Regions from separate parts of the Zea mays genome. Here region 2 is linked to region 1. The links are chromatin contacts, called in public Hi-C maps. All regions are on one chromosome and are shown on one strand. The core of a region is the stretch at or near the end of the contact, and the rest is flanking DNA. Distances in the headings are between cores, read along the strand shown.

Region 1 (3,366 bases), core at 143-2,642:
AAAAAGTCACAGAGACGCTTTCATGACTGAGCATTGACTTGGGAAATAAATCACTGAATCTTACAGCAACAAATTCCTCCAAGCTGCTAACATCCAACCGGTTTACAGCAGATTCTGAAGCCATCAAAGGTTTTGCCAGTGCCCCGGAATATCCAACCGAATGAAGGGCCTCCAGAAGTAGACCTTGAGGATTAGCAGACGCATCAGCTATTTCAGATTTTATGTTCTGGAGCTGTAGAAACGAAGAACGCCATTAGTACATAAAAGGATGAAAAAAAGAACTTCAATTTATTTTCAGTGATAAAGTACCTGCTCTTTGACCTCCCAATCGAGGAATGCTGGATTCCTCACACTGTCAATGAGAACTTCAACCATTTCTGGTGTATAGCTCTTCAATGCATCATAGGTATAGCTCATTTGTTCACGGGAAGCTGATGCAGAGACATTTCCTCCAATGGCTTCTACCTCACGAACTAACCGTAAGTGAGTCCGATTCACTGTGCTCTTGAAGGCCATTCTCTCCAACAGATGTGATACTCCAGATGAAGCAGGTGTTTCGTAAATGGAACCACAGTCAATGTACAGACCCACAGATGCTGCTGGGCTCTGAGTTAAGTCCATAAGAAAACATTGATGTCATGGAAAAGAACGGAAACAAAACAAAACAAAACCAGAACTTCAACATATGTGAGAGCAGGGCAGTACCGATGATGTCTCCGAGGCGATCTTGACGCCATTTGGAAGAGTAGTGACTTTTGTCTTAGATGGCTCTACAAAATCTGGTAGAGGTGAGGGAATGCTAATGCCTGGGAGTGGAACATCAAGGGGAGGGAGTTCGCTTGATTTTCCACCAAGAAGCCAGCTGAACAGACCACCTGAGGACTGCTTCGCAACACTTGTACTGGCAAGCCTAGAAGCACCATGATGCTGAAAATGAAAACAATACAAGAATGGAATATGTCTTTCAGGCTAGAGAATGCGTCAACAATTAGCATCAAATAAGTGGGAAACACAACTCAAAGGGTATGTGAAATCTAACACTGCAAGACAAATTTGAGAATGGACAACAACCAAAGCTGCCTGCCGAATTTCTTTCTTATGGGATTCGTTTCATCTGTGTCCCTACTCCCTAGTGCCTACAAGGAAATAGGAGTAAAGAACCCAGCTTCTGATTCATCGCCACATGAGAACGACACTCAGGCGACCCGTTCGGATCTAACCTAAGTGCAATCATACCCGAGTGGATCGAGACGTGCATGCAACGGGGAAGGGGAAGGCAGGGGAGAATAGGAGGGCGGAACCTTGAGGGAGCGGAGGTGGCTCCCGGCGGCGCGGTACATGGTCTCCGGCGATACGAGATCCTGCGGCGGCGGAAGAGGAGCAGAGGCCGGCGGTGAGGGACGGTGCGCGCGTGCACAAGCTTTGGGGTGGAGAGAAAAAGGCCAAGAGTTCCGCCTCTCACGTTGGGCCGCTGGGTCCGTGGGCCTAAAGTTTTTCTTTCCCTTTTGAGGATCAGCCGTGGGCTTAAGTGAAAGTTGATTCCATCGCTTTAGGCTTCATTTCTGGACCACGGGCCCATTTGTTTCCGATCGCATCGCACAATACAAGGTTTACTAGTCATAGCTTATTTCGAATTTTATACTATCATATACGATCTACTGTCTACTAGTCATAGCTTTAGGGCATCTCTTTGGTTGTTTCGTCCGACATGCGTCACCTCGCCTCACTAGCTTGGGCCAGCTAAGCAAGCCATTTTAGTTTGGATGAAAAAAATATGAAGCGGAATTGAAAAATATGAAGCGGAGCAGTCAAAACCAGGGTTTTACAAACCGGTTGGGAGTCAAAAACCGGCCAGCGCCGATAACCGATTTATTGCGATTAACCATGATAAACCAGTACAAACCAGTTTTTAATTTTGACCAATTCTAGAACAGTTTATCGGTCCATACAACCGATTAATCGGTCACTAATTTGATAAACCGACAGCGGTACGTTAGAAACCAAATCTCTTTTTTTTTGCCAAATAAGGGTCTGTTTGGTTGGGTTGTGGCTGTGAAAAAAGTTGTTGTGGGCTGTGAGTTGTGGAAAAAGCTGTTGTAGGCTGTAAGATGTTAAAAAGCTAAAAACCGTTCGGTGGAAACCACTAAAAGTCGTTAAAAATTCTTCGATATATGTTTTCACAGTTCCATCCGAAAAGTCACTAAAAGCAGGTCCAGGGGTGCTTTCAGATTTGCACTACAAGAAAGTCGGCTTTTAGAAAAAGCTGCTTCCTGGATCCAGCCTTTTGGTTGGCTTTTGGCTTTTAGGGGGCAAAAGCCAAAGCCAAAAGTCAAACCAAACACACCCTAAAGCACATTGATGTCATAAAATTTAAACAAAAAATGCATAAATGTGATCACAAGCCCAATAACAATATTTAAAGGTTCAAATGTATTACATGGTACAGTTTCATTGTTCAAATATTTTCATGTCACGATTTCACAGTTCACAAATAACATCGAAGATACAATAGAAGGTGAAATTATTCATGCAAATCAATTGATTTTTTTATTTGTCTTCATGACAAAAAAAAAATAAATGGGTCATATGAGCTCAAAAAATGTTATATAGTTTTTAGATTTTTATTGGGGGTGCATGCAGTTCAAATTAGTATTTGTTTCGGCTAGCGCATAAAACATCGCTTGTACAATATAGAAAGGATGAGTTATTTTTAAAAATTCTGAACTTCTAGACGACAACTTATAAGTGGTGTATTGCATGTAAAGTAACTTTCATGAATAATTCATAGTATCTATACAAAAGTTGGCATAAAAAGTTTTCAAAATTTATAAGTTTTTCCAAATTTTAAATCAAAAACTGGTGTATCGGTATTACCGGTAGGCACCGATTACCAATTAGCGGGCCGGTAAGCCGGATGAACTGTTCAGTTTGATGAACCTTGGTCACTATATATCTTATCCACCTTTTAAACGCAAAAGGCAAATAGCATGGTAAAATGTTATTTTCACTAAGCAACACCTTGTTTGTTAGTGGCGGACATGAGGCCATAAGACCGGCTCAGAAGGCGAGACAGACAGGCACCAAGAAGGTTAGGGGGAATTGAAGGGATTTAAAGTAAAAAAAAGGTAAACTGGTGCAGAAATAAATTAGATTGAATATGACCGACTTCAATTGCAATAGCTGGAAAGAAAATTATACTCATAACCATAACCATCGGTTAGGTCGGTTAGGTCGTAGGATGATGTTTCTACCGATACCTAGGGTTCAACAGACAAGTCTTTTTTTGCACTCTCAAAATTGCACTTCAGCAAATCAAAACTCTCGAACTTGTGTGCTTCTGTAGAAATATAAATGGTCACATTTTAC
Region 2 (3,412 bases), core at 140-2,639, 580 kb after region 1:
TGGATTTATGGTTTCCTTGCCTTCAAAGTCACTGGGCTTGAAGAGCGTAGGTGCATCAAACCAGTTAGGAGCCTTGCCCCGCCCATATGACCCGAAAGCTAACACGAATGCCAGCCGAGATGCTGGCCGTCGTGCAACTGGCAGCGTTGCTGCACCAGCAAAATCAATTGTAACCAATGTGATGGATTTGATATTTGGCATTTGATATGGCAATGAGAACCAATCATCCGGAATATTCTCTGTTTCTTCTGTTTACTTGTTCGAGAATGCCAGCATGCCAAAGATTCAGCAGCAAATTTTGCTGAAGTTTGAGAGCTTACTGAGTGAACTTCCTTTTGGCGTGTAACATTAAAATTATTCAATTTTCACGTTTAATCGAAGTTATGTTGTCTCATGTCCATATGAGGGCAGTTGTATGTTAATGGCCATGGTGTATGTCTTGTTTCTGTCTCTCCCTCGGCCTCGAAAAAAAAGTGCTGGTGTAATTTCGAGAAATCATATGTTGCTCTCAGGAGTGTCGTGTCATCTAGAGTGTTTTTTGAGTGGATGAATTGTGTCATTTTGTTGTGTTAATAGCCTCATAGGTTGGTAATTGCAAGGCAAGAGATTGGATGCTTTCGGCTGAAAGCCTGAAACGAAACTCTGAATCTCTAATGGTGCTTTCACAAGGTTTTAAGGTACTGGAAACGGTATTTCAAGGTGAAGCGAGGAAATACCGTTTCCTGTAACTTGAAACATTGAAAGCATTTTTTTTTTCTATTGACACCTTCACTATATCTGTTCACTATATAATTTGGGTTTATCCGCTCACGCTTACCTTTCTTCTTGTTCTTCTTTCCTTTCTTTTTCTTTTTTTAAAAAAAGTGCGCTCACCAAGCCACGCCACTGGATTGCATACCGTTTTGTACACCAAGGTGTTTCCTGTGGTCCCTAGCTGTTTGGGGCTTTCTGATTGGCTACTGTGCTGGAAAACATGTCATCGAACCGATTAGGCGGAGTCATTTTCTTGACAAAAAAAAAGAGAAATCTAGGCCCATGGATGAAAATACCAACGGTATCGATCGTCGCTTGCCTAGATTTTTCACATTAGCCCTAGGGTATGGTATCCTTATCATTGTGTGTAGTTTTCTATTTTCATCTCTTCGACTGTTCGATGGCCACGAATAAAATTTTGGTTATCTCAATAAAATATACTCCTACTATTCAAACTAAAAAAATCGATCTAGTATTACATTTACAACGACACACCGTGTCTGCGCATTATAGTAGGCCGAAGCGGGATTCAATCAAACAACCCCGTTCCGACAAATAGAAGCGTTCTCAGGGGCTTACTCGCGAAAAGCTCAATAAATCCCGAGTCGTAGCACGGGACTGGAGCACCCAACCCAAGTTCACGATCGCGAGGTCTTCGTCTCCGCCTGGGTCCAGCTCTCGGATTTCCGCGCGTTCCACTTCCACCCACACACACACCCCCAAGGACGCAGGCCGCAATGGCGGAGCCCGAGGTCTCCCCCGCAGCGGCCGGCGGCGGCGGGCGGCTCCGCAACGCCTTCGGGGGCGTGCTCTGCGCCTTCACGCTTCTCCTCATCGGCGTCGTCGCCTTCTCGATCCGCCTCTTCTCTGTAAGATCCGTTTCGCCCCCGAGCTTCCAGATCCAGTTCGGCGCTCGCAAAGCGCTCCCCGAATTGTGTGTGTGCTCACGCGTTATGCCTGTTGCTGCGCAGGTAATCAAGTACGAGAGCGTGATCCACGAGTTCGACCCCTACTTCAACTTCCGCGTCACTCAGGTCTGGTTGCCGGATCCATTCATTTAACTTTTTCCTTCTGTTCTGCTATATGTGGAACTGAGCTCGCTTCCGTAGGAGACTACGGCGCCTATATTCATGCTGTGTTTCGGTGTTGGGAGGGTTTTGGGTTTTGAAAATCAACTCTTCTGCTGTGCGCTGTGTGTTAGATTTAGTTTACTATGAGATAATGAGTGGAAGGATAAAGAAAGTGACTCTCACGTAGGGGCATAACTTTTTGGCTGAAACGATCATCTGTCACATCTGGTCTAAATTTCTTCTTGTTACAGTTTCTGTCCAAGAATGGAATTTATGAGTTCTGGAACTGGTTTGATGATAGGACATGGTAAGGGCAGCTCCAAACTATCAACCATTTAGTATTGCGCAATTTCTGTGTGGAAGGAATCAATTACTCGGCTGATTTCGTTGCTGTTGCTGCTGCTGCTGCTTTAGGTACCCCCTTGGCCGTGTGATCGGTGGCACTGTGTATCCTGGGTTGACATTGACTGCTGGAACTATGTGGTGGTATGCCATCAAGGGACACAATTTACCGTCTTACATTTACATTGCTTCTGATTCAATATGCCTAAAGTATTTGAATGGTCCACTAGGTTGCTGAACTCTCTTAACATCCCATTGTCGGTGGAGACAGTTTGTGTGTTCACAGCTCCAATTTTCTCAGCAAATGCATCATGGGCTACCTACCTGCTAACAAAGGTTGGTTGTTCAAGGAAATGTGAGCTCTCACATTAACTCACATTAATGTTACCAGTGACAGAGGGTGGAATTGGGGGGGGGGGGGGGGGCTAATTGATGTATAGATTTTTTTTTGCTGCTTTAGTATGTTTTCTTACTATCTTGTCTTACATGGAATTGGTAATTGCATATATCAAAGAAGAAAAGATTAGCATTCGATCAAGTATCAACCTACCTTTCCACTTTAATTAGTGTATCTATATTATAGAATAATTATTACACGGTAATGTGTTGGCAGAGAGGGGGGATGGCTCAGTTTTGCCTCTGAGCCGCTCTGCCAGTGATTCTTACCCAATACCCATTTGCAAATTGTGTGCTTACTTTGAATTCTGCTATAGTAAGTGAAGGGTGGGGGGCTAGATTCTTTAGTACAAATTAATGTATAGATTTTTTTCGCTGCTTTAGTATGTTTTCTTACTAACTTGTCTTACATGGAATTGGTAATCACATATATCAAAGAAAAAGATTAGCATTCGATCAAGTATCAACCTACCTTTCCACTTTAATTAGTGTATCTATATTATATAATAATTATTACATGGTAATGTGTTAGCAGAGAGGGGGGATGGCTCACCTTTGCCTCTGAGCCGCTCCACCAGTGATTCTTACCCATTTGCAAATTGTGTGCTTACTTTGAATTCTGCTATAGGAAGCGAAAGGTACTGGAGCTGGATTAATGGCAGCAGCCATTTTAGCAATGGTAAATTGTGCTAATGACTCATACCAATTTTGACCACAATTAAGGAAAAGCTAAATTGGTACAAAACATGTTTCCGAGGTTTATAGATATTTAGCAATTTTCATGATGAAATGGAAATAGAAATTCTCTTCAGTCAAACCAGATTTATTGTCAGTTCATTTCAGCTTTATAC

Evidence for each region. Hi-C and Micro-C count contacts between places; a contact is called where the count stands out from the background.
Region 2: a contact with region 1 is called in a Hi-C map of tassel, with 2.1 times the contacts expected there. The contact joins the promoter of LOC100217123 here to the promoter of LOC100280280 in region 1. A contact is called at or near these places in 4 of 25 Hi-C or Micro-C datasets (bundle sheath, ear, leaf and 1 more).

The regions. Positions count from the first base shown.
Region 1 is chr6:171,523,311-171,526,676 of Zm-B73-REFERENCE-NAM-5.0, forward strand. LOC100280280 reads right to left here and starts at 1,393. Exons shown (of 13, transcript NM_001153208.1): 1 at 1,302-1,393; 2 at 706-927; 3 at 310-606; 4 at 65-232. The coding sequence starts at 1,340. LOC100194088 reads right to left here. Exons shown (of 14, transcript NM_001359391.1): 14 at 3,147-3,366.
Region 2 is chr6:172,103,597-172,107,008 of Zm-B73-REFERENCE-NAM-5.0, forward strand. LOC100217123 (Dolichyl-diphosphooligosaccharide--protein glycosyltransferase subunit STT3A) reads left to right here and starts at 1,390. Exons shown (of 23, transcript NM_001359623.1): 1 at 1,390-1,622; 2 at 1,725-1,787; 3 at 2,075-2,130; 4 at 2,238-2,309; 5 at 2,396-2,501; 6 at 3,190-3,240. The coding sequence starts at 1,491. It overlaps LOC100194358, which reads left to right. Exons shown (of 3, transcript NM_001139393.1): 3 at 1-510. The coding sequence ends at 205.